2 separate regions of the Mus musculus genome follow, and region 1 is linked to region 2. The links are chromatin contacts, called in public promoter capture Hi-C maps. All regions are on one chromosome and are shown on one strand. Each heading gives the region's core, a stretch centred on a gene start, on an enhancer-like site or on the middle of the called end of the contact. The rest is flanking DNA. Distances are from core to core; before and after follow the strand shown.

The links. Promoter capture Hi-C pulls out the DNA fragments that hold promoters and counts their contacts.
Region 1: a contact with region 2 is called in a promoter capture Hi-C map of hippocampal neurons, with 2.0 times the contacts expected there. The contact joins the enhancer-like site here to the promoter of Ccn5 in region 2. A contact is called at or near these places in 3 of 39 promoter capture datasets (the HPC-7 cell line, cranial neural crest and hippocampal neurons), 1 of 15 datasets of contacts at CTCF or cohesin (large pre-B cells) and 1 of 9 other capture datasets (adipose tissue).

Annotation. Positions count from the first base shown.
Region 1 is chr2:163,449,174-163,453,403 of GRCm38.p6, reverse strand. Gdap1l1 (ganglioside-induced differentiation-associated protein 1-like 1) reads right to left here. Exons shown (of 6, transcript NM_144891.2): 4 at 2,741-2,838; 5 at 1,789-1,903. Among named protein-coding and RNA genes, the nearest start is that of Gm39979, 6.5 kb to the left of the region's middle. Within about 2 kb of position 2,328, at least 22 of the 459 cell types and tissues checked have an H3K27ac peak or open chromatin away from gene starts, as enhancers often do. A contact at or near this core is called in hippocampal neurons, where this site is marked.
Region 2 is chr2:163,818,472-163,822,746 of GRCm38.p6, reverse strand. It overlaps Ccn5 (cellular communication network factor 5), which reads right to left and starts at 1,913. Exons shown (of 5, transcript NM_016873.2): 1 at 1,638-1,913; 2 at 1,366-1,458. The coding sequence starts at 1,425.

The DNA.
Region 1 (4,230 bases), core at 1,079-3,578, 370 kb after region 2:
CCCTATGCTTTTCCTGGCTTTGGTTTGGTTTGCTCTTTTTTTTTTTTTTTGAGACAAGGTCCTGTGTTGCTCAGGCTGTCCTCCAATACACTACAGTGAAGATAACCTTGACTGTCTCATCCTCCTGTCCACGCCTGAGAGTTAGGATTGTAGGCCTTTACCACCACACCAAGTTTATGCAGTGCTGGGGGAGTCAAACCTAGGACTTGGTACAAGCTAGGTAATCGCTCTGCCAACTGAACTACGTTCCCTGCTCCCCACCCCAACCCCCGTCTCTCCCCTCTGTCTGTCTCTGTGTCTCTGTCTGTCTCTGTCTCTCTCTTTCTCTCTCTCAATTTTGGAAACAGACTCTAAAGCCAAATCTGGCCACAAACTTGTGATCCTCCTGCCTCAACCTCCAGAATGATGGAATTATAGGCTGCATCACCTAAAGTTGTAGACTTACGTTGTTTGGTTGATAGCTCCACCTAGTGTCACTGTGCATTCCACATTAAACATGTCCAGCAGGGAATTCTGGATTGGGGCTCCCAAGCTCACCACACCCCACTGCAGTAGTGTCTCTCCCCCCTTCTATTAAGTGCCAGAGCCCAGGTGCCACCGGGAACAATTTCTTCCGTCTCGCGCATAGTCAGTCTGCCAGTCCATCTGATTAGCTTTCTCTTCAGAATACACACACACACACACTCTAGTGTCTCCTCTTGCACCATCCCAACCTGAACTACCACTCTCTCCTCCCCAAGTGATCACAGTGTTTCTTAAATGGTTCCCTTGACTCCGCTTCTGCCTCCTTATCTACTATCAGCACAGCAGCACACAGAGGGATCCTGTTAAGGTCTAAGTGGGACCTGTCAAACCGATGCTTCACTGACAGAGCAAAGCCCTGTGGTCTTACCTGTGTGCTGCCCCCACTTCTTTCCAGGCCCAAGAGTCTGCTTCCCTCTTGAGTCTTATCCACCACACCTTGCGGAGCCTCATGCCAAGTCCGATCTCACCTCAGCGCCCTGCATTGGCAATCTCCTGTGCCTGAAGCAGTATTCTCCTACAGAGGTGACTGGCTCAATCTACCTCCTCCGTAGGTGTTTGCCATCTTTTCAAGGGGCTTCATAGACTATCAATCTCAAATTGAAGGAGCTGAGGCATAGCTCCATCGGTAGCATGCACTAGGCCCTGGGCTTGAACCCTTGCCCTGGATAAACCTGGGCATGGCAGAACATGTCTTGTAATCCCAACCTTTGAGAGATTGAAGTGGGGGGAATCAGAAGCTTACAGTCAATCTTCACTGCAAGGTGAGCTCAGAACGACCGTGGGCTATCAGCTGATGGGGCAGACTGTCACAGAGGGGACACCAGGCTAGCGTTGCTGCAAAGGTGTGGGGCGGGAGAGAAGCTGGAATGACAGGGTCTGAGACCTACCCTGCAGCAGCAGTAAGAGCCCAAAGATGTCCCCTTTCAGGGTCAGGTGAGACTGTGAATGCTAACAGTCACCATACTGTCCTCTTCACCCACAGAGTAAACGCATGCCACATGCTACCATCCCGAGTACTCCGAAAGTCTCAATGATTCTGTCATTCTCTTCACTCTGTGTATGGGAGACCCAGGTCCCAGTACAGGGCGGGACTTGTCAAGGCCACTGCAGTCCTAGAACTTAAGTCTGCCTGACTCCGCAGCTCCTGATCCTAACCAGCTGGCAAGGCTCTGGGATCTGTCTCTGGGAGAAAGAGGCTGGGGATTGACAGAGTGGGTAGGGCAAGCAGGTGGGCTGACCCCTTCACCGCTGTATGGCACCTACCCTCATTCTCCAGTTTCCTCTTCTCCAGCTCCGCCTCAATCTGGTCCAGCACCATAGCCAGCTCCCCGAGGATCTTCTTCAGGTAGCTCACGTCATCGTGCTCCAGGATCTTGGCCTACGGGCAGGACAGGCAGGAGAGGTGCTCCAGCGTGAGCTGGTCTCATGAGAGCCATGATATGCAGAGATGATGGAGGAGCTCTGCCTAACACCCTCACACACACACACACACACACACATGCATGCACACACACACACACACACACACACACACATGCATGCACACACACACACACATGCATGCACACACACACACACACACACACACACACACACACACACACACACAAAACTCTGCCTTCAAATACCCCCTCCTGTATGTGACACGGCTCACCACTGAATGTACCCTTGTCCAGGACTGAGCCAGTCCAGTGAGCTCGGCCACCTTGCCCACATTCCCTGGCATAGGACTGGAGCAACGGTACCACTGTGCTAAGTGCACTGATGTTCTTCTCCCAGAGAATGGCTCTCTGCCAATTCTGCTCAGAAGCACATGGAAGATGATCCCCACCCCCACATGCAGTCTGTAGCCAATGGCTGACTGATACAGGGTATTGAAGCCTGGCCAGCTCTACGGTGCCTTTCATATTCCAGAGCTTTTTGCAGGGTCAGAGGAGGCTCGGCCACATCCTCTTCCCTACCTCTCCCATATCCTTGGAACAATCTCTCCATACTGTCTGATGCAAGAATGTGTTTCCAGGGGCAACATAAGAAACCAGAGGCTGGTGTAGCAGTGATTTTCCATGGCCAAATAGCCAGGATATGGTAGAGGAGACATGATTGGAGGAGCCAACCTGTACTTTTTCCAGGTCAAAGCATCTTCTGACCTTCCATTTAGAATCATTTGCACCTGGTTGTCCCTGTCTGGGGGGCGGGGCATAAGCAGGGCACTCACCATAAGCTTCTTTTGTTTAGAAAGGTAGGGCTCAGAGAGCTGTGGTTCCTCCTCGTGGTCCAGTTTCATGAGGTCTGTGGTGGCGTTGGCTAAATGTCCTGGGAAAGAATAGGAAAGGTCCTGTCTCCCTGCTCTCTAGGGCTTCTCCTTCCCACAGGACCGGGAGAAAGTCACCTGCCTGGGGCACAAGGGGCCAGTAAACCTTGCTGAAGGGGAGACTGTAGCCTTGAAGAGGAGGAGGAGGAGAAGGAGGAGGAGGAGGAGGGGAAGATGATGCTGGAAATGTGTAGAACCTGAAACCCAGAGCTCTTCGCCTTTCCAGAGTCTCCTCCGACAGATGAAGCCAGCCCAGCCTGGGGTGTCCTCAGAGCCCCTCACCTTAAATAAGGCCCTGAAGGCTCTTCCGCCAGCACTCCCCACAGGACACTCCCCATCGGGACCATCATCACTCAGTGGCCACCTATGATCTCGTATGAGTTTCAGCCCTGGCTGGCTTAGAACTTGCTGTATAGACCAGGCTGGCCTCAAACTTGTGGTGATCCTCCTGCTTCTGTCTCCTACGTGTTACTTCACCCCACTCGCATCCCCCTCTTCCAAAGATCTTCTGTGCACAGCTCTCTGCTTGTCTTCAGGGACCATGGGATCTGTCTCTCAGCTGCCCTACCTCTCATTGAGCTGCCCCAAACCCTGTCCCTACTGGGTACATCTCAGACTCTCAAATAAATTCCCATGCACCAGACCACTCCAAACCCCCTAGCCCACATCTCCTTTTCTGGACTAACCATGTCCTCTGTTCTCCCCACTCCTGCCTTATAATTTATTTAATTTTACAGGGCAGCGGTGGCGCACACCTTTAATCCCAGCACTCAGAAGCAGAGGCAGGTGGATCTCTGTGGGTTCAAGGCCAATTTGATCTACAGAGCAAGTTCTCAGGTGCTCACAGCCTCGCCAGGCCACAGCACCACTCACTTAAATGGCAACCAAGGTCATACTTCCTCTCTCAGGGAAATTCTCTTTGGGAAATACAGAGCTGGCTCCCCCTCCTCCAAGCCTTCCCCTCAATCCACACGAGATGCTGCCACTGTCCCATGTTCCACTCTGCCTCCACTAGACGTCCTTCAGTTCTCCACATCCTGCACCTGTCCTGCACCTGTCCTGCACCTGCCCCACACCTGTCCCTCACCTGTCCTGCACCTGTCCTGCACCTGTCCCGCAGCTGTCCTGCACCTGTCCTGCCCCACAAGTGGATGTATTCCTCTTCTCCTTTCATGAATGTTCCCATTTGTTCTTGGATGTTGCCATAATCCCAGGATTTTGTGACCCTGGGACCTACCTCTGTGTTGTCCTGACTCTGATATTGAAACTAGATTTAAAAAATTTTAACTAATTGGTTTGTGTACAGGTTATACAGACATTGAAACATCCATAATTAAAAATGCAAGCAAAAGCAAAAGAGGTGGGATAAAAATAAGTCTTTGTAGTCAGATGGG
Region 2 (4,275 bases), core at 664-3,163:
AACCTCAGCCTCAGCCTCTGTCCTCAGTTCAAGGACAGTAAGTAGGCAGGGCAGGTGCTCTTGCTTAGCCTATGGAAGCAGCAGCCCCTCTGGCATCCTCCTCTCCTCCACCTTTGCTAGCCATTCTGTCCCCATATTCAAGCTGTCTCACTTGCTTTGGTCTCCCCAGACTAAGTAACTAAGTCTCTGGTCGCTGTCAGACCCTGATCAACATCGCTTCGCTGTTTCCAGGTTCCTTCCTCCTGCCCCAGTCCAGAGCCTGGAGCCCACAGCCTGCCTGGAAGATCCAGAATTCCATCCCCCGGGAAGGCTGTGGCCTCAGGTCCTCTCCATGACTACATCCCAGATGCCAATCAACTTCCCAGGACCAGGAAAGAATGGCTTCATAAATGTCACACCAGTGGCCAATCTAGGGCAGCTCTTCCTCAGCCCTTCAGAACCCTCCCCTCCCGGGGCCCAGGAGACCACCCAAGCTACCCTCTCCAGCACCATGTTCTGCTCAACACCTTTCAAGACTGGAAGCCAGTTGGTCCCAGGGAGGGAGATGTTTATACTCAACACTGCATTGGCTCAAGGCCTTAACTCGGTGATACTGGGAACTTAACATTTAGTGTGAGGTATTGCTCAGGTTAGGGTAGAGAGACACAGACTAGGGTTTCCTCCAGACACACCTATGTCTGCCCCAGGCTCCACCATGCAACTCTTCTATTGTTCTTTTTCTTTGCTGTGTGGCTTTGGGCACATTGCTTACCCTCTCTGAGTCTCCTTTGATCAAAACAGGACAATTTGTTATAAGACTGTTATAAATGTGCAAACGGAACTACTCACAAGCCAATTAAAAGATGCCCAATGTGAACCAAGGGACAAGGACATTTGCCACAGAGATGTCTCCTGCTCTCTCTGACCAGGGCCAGAGGTCACTGACTGCCTGAGGGCTAGCATGTTGTACCCTCATGGACTGTACTTTGCAATCAGACCCCAGCATCAACCTCTGTCCTGGTTCAGAGCTACACAGCACTCACATTTGTTTTAGTTTCTATGACACTGGAGGATCCCACTGTCCTCTTTTAGACACTCATCTAGGTCCAGGACCTATGCTATCTTCTGTGGATGCAGTTCTCCTTAGTGGTCTCCCCAGAAGCTTCATGAACATTGTACCCATTCAACTGAGGCTGAAGCTCAGAAAGGGTAGGACACTTGTCTGAGGTCACACAGCCGAACTTGCATGCCCAGAGAGGGAAGCAAGCCTGGGCACAGAGACCAGACTGTATCCAGTATAGGGTCTTTCCAAGAGTTCTAAGTTGTGACCATATATCTGTCCCACCACCCAGAATTCTGCTGTCATTCAAGACCAGGATGCCTTACCATTGAGAGAATGCAGAGGAAGGAAATGGCCAGAAGATGGATCAGTGGGTTGCCCCTCATGTCACCGTGTCCCTTGTGGAGCCAGCTTCAAACCTGGGAAGCAAGACCCGAGTCTTTTTTTATGTTCTGGAGGGAATGAGGTTCCTTCTAGGTGCATACAGAGAAAGAGAAAACGACAGACAGACAGACAGACAGACACACACACACACACACACACACACATTTATAGTCCTTACACCGGTTTCCATAGTCCCAGGAATAAGCCCAGTTACCTGAGGCCGAGGAGGCCACCAAGAAGGTGTCTGACAGTGTGTGAAGCCCAAGCCACCGCAAGTGCCAAGAGTTTAGGACAGGAGCCTGACAGGAGCCTCTCAGCTCCTCAGTTCCCAGCAAGAAAGACCTCCATCCCAAGCTACTGCCACAGCAGCTGCAGCCTCGCCAAGGCCCCTGTCCCAGCCCGGGGTCCTCTGGAGATCAGGAGCGTCTGTCAAATGCTCTGCAGATCTGACCCACGGTGTCCTGAGCCCTGAAGCTCAAGCTCTGGGCAGCCCAGACCCAGCCTGTGGTTTCTGGCAGGGAGACTGGCAGCCACCCAGAGGTGGGTGTGACCCAGAGCAGAGCTTCCCTGGCAGCCTGTCTGCTCTTGGCAACCAAGAGCCTCCCTATCCTCCTGGGCTCTGAAGGTGGCCTAGGGTGGCCAAGCCTAAGCAGACTGAGCCTACTGTGTGCTGGCACTTGCTGGTCTCTGCTGATCTGACTGAGCAAAATTGTCTTTGTTGGATTCTACCAGCTCTGAGGGGTTCTGCAGACCTGGAGACACAGCACAGACCTGGGGACCAGAGCCTGGGGCATGGGGTAGTAATGAAAAGTGTAAGGACCCCCTCCCTTGTTCAGACAAAGAGTGAGATACAACTTCTGAGGGAGATGCCAATTCTGAAAGCTAACAAGGCTCTGCGGTAGAATGTTCCAGAGGGAACAGCATGATCAAATGTCTGGAGGAGGGACCTAACATAGTAGCCTGGCATACTCAGTACAGAAGGTATCTAGTGGGCATGTGGCTTCCTGGGCACTGGACTGGGCAGGAATACGCAGAGAATAAAACACAGGATTCACATCACCAACTGTATCCATTGGGTACAGGGGATGTCCCTAAGGTCCTATCAACGAGTGTTGGGTAGAAGGACATGGGATTTAAAGATCAGGGTGTAGGGCTGGAGAGATGGCTCAGTGGTTAAGAGCACTGACTGCTCTTCCAGAGATCCCGAGTTCAATTCCTAGCAACCACATGGTGGCTCACAACCATCTGTAATGGAATCCGATGCCCTCTTCTGGTGTGTCTGAAGACTGCAACAGTGTACCCATATACATAAAATACTTAAATAAATAAATCTTTTTAAAAAAAATCAGGGTGTAGAGACATCTGCTGTGTTATATGTAGAAGCATCATCTGTCAATAAAAGGCTGATTGGCCAATGAGCTGAGGCAGGAAATAGAAGGCGGGACATCTTGGGGGGGGGGCGGTTGATTCTGGGATAAAGTCAGAAACAGGGTCTTAGGTGCTTAGAGAAGGCTGTGGCTCCCAACACCTCCACCAGTTACAGTGCAACACACCCATGAGCCCAGATCACAGGGGGCTAGCCTGGGCTACAAAGCAAGCCCCTATCTCAAAAGAAAACAAACCTGGAGGCTATATGCTCCCTCCGAGTCACATACAGACTCTGCCTACCACTGTGGGTAGAAGACAAATATCTAGCAAATAAGTCTATATGACCTGAGGGCCTGAGGGAGAAATGGCATGGCCACCTTGGGTCCTTGCTGTCTGTAGTTCCCTGCTTGATCCTTTCTATGTTTATCGAGACTAGACTATGCCACACGCAGGCATGACACCAGCGAGACTGGAAAGGCAGACCGCAGTCATTTGGTTAGGTAGCGTGGGCAGAGGTACGGCACACAGGACCTGAATCAGGCAGGTGTGGAGTGAGACGCCGCTGAGTTTTGGGGCTGGCACGCTGAAGTGGTGAATGGACGGCTGTTGGTACGCAGTCAACTCTGAGCCAGACTTGACACCCTGTCTTGGGTGCTCACCCGCTCCATGGCCGCACGGAAACTCTCTCAGACAGACCTACACAACGTCCACACTGATAATTGTCTATCTCCTGCCACTATCTCCAAGACCTGAGTTTGTGTAAGACAGTGATGTGCTCAGCTTGGCAGCCAGGCAAGGCTATGTGGCTAGCTTCCTGTTGTGAGTTACGCAAAAGCATTGGGTGCAAATTCTGAGACTGGTCCCTAAAGGGAAGGCCTTTCTTTTTGTCACTCTGACACTCCTTTCTTCCTCTGCTTCTGGTCAAAGGTGGGATAGTGATGTTCGTGGCTGCCTTGTACCATGGAGGTACCTTGAAGACAGGTCTCATATACAGAGGGAGGCATAAAAGAAGGAGATTGGAGCCAGGCAAGGGCAAGCATGCATGTCATCCCTGTATCTTTAAGGCTGAGGCAGGAGGATAATGAGTTTAAGTTTAGCTTGAGTTATATAGAAAGACCCTGACTCATAGACAAAAAGGAGAGGATGTATCCCTTATGGTGCCTAGAGCTACATATGTGTCCTGGATACTCCTTATAGATTTAATGTACATAATTAAGGGGGCAATAATATGTCCATATATATACATATGTATTAATATGTAACCAGTGTCTTTAATATGTATATATGTATATAGTCCCATAGACCCTCCTATTTGAGCTGACATGAGTTTGAGTATTCCTGGTTAGTTACTGTTGATGTAAAAACACCATTTTGTTGTTGGTGGTGGTGGTGGTGTCTGCATACCTGGAAGCCATGCTCAGTCCCACTCATTGCTATTCCATACTCCATCCCTGCCTGTTGATTTGTCTAACCTTGTCTCTCTC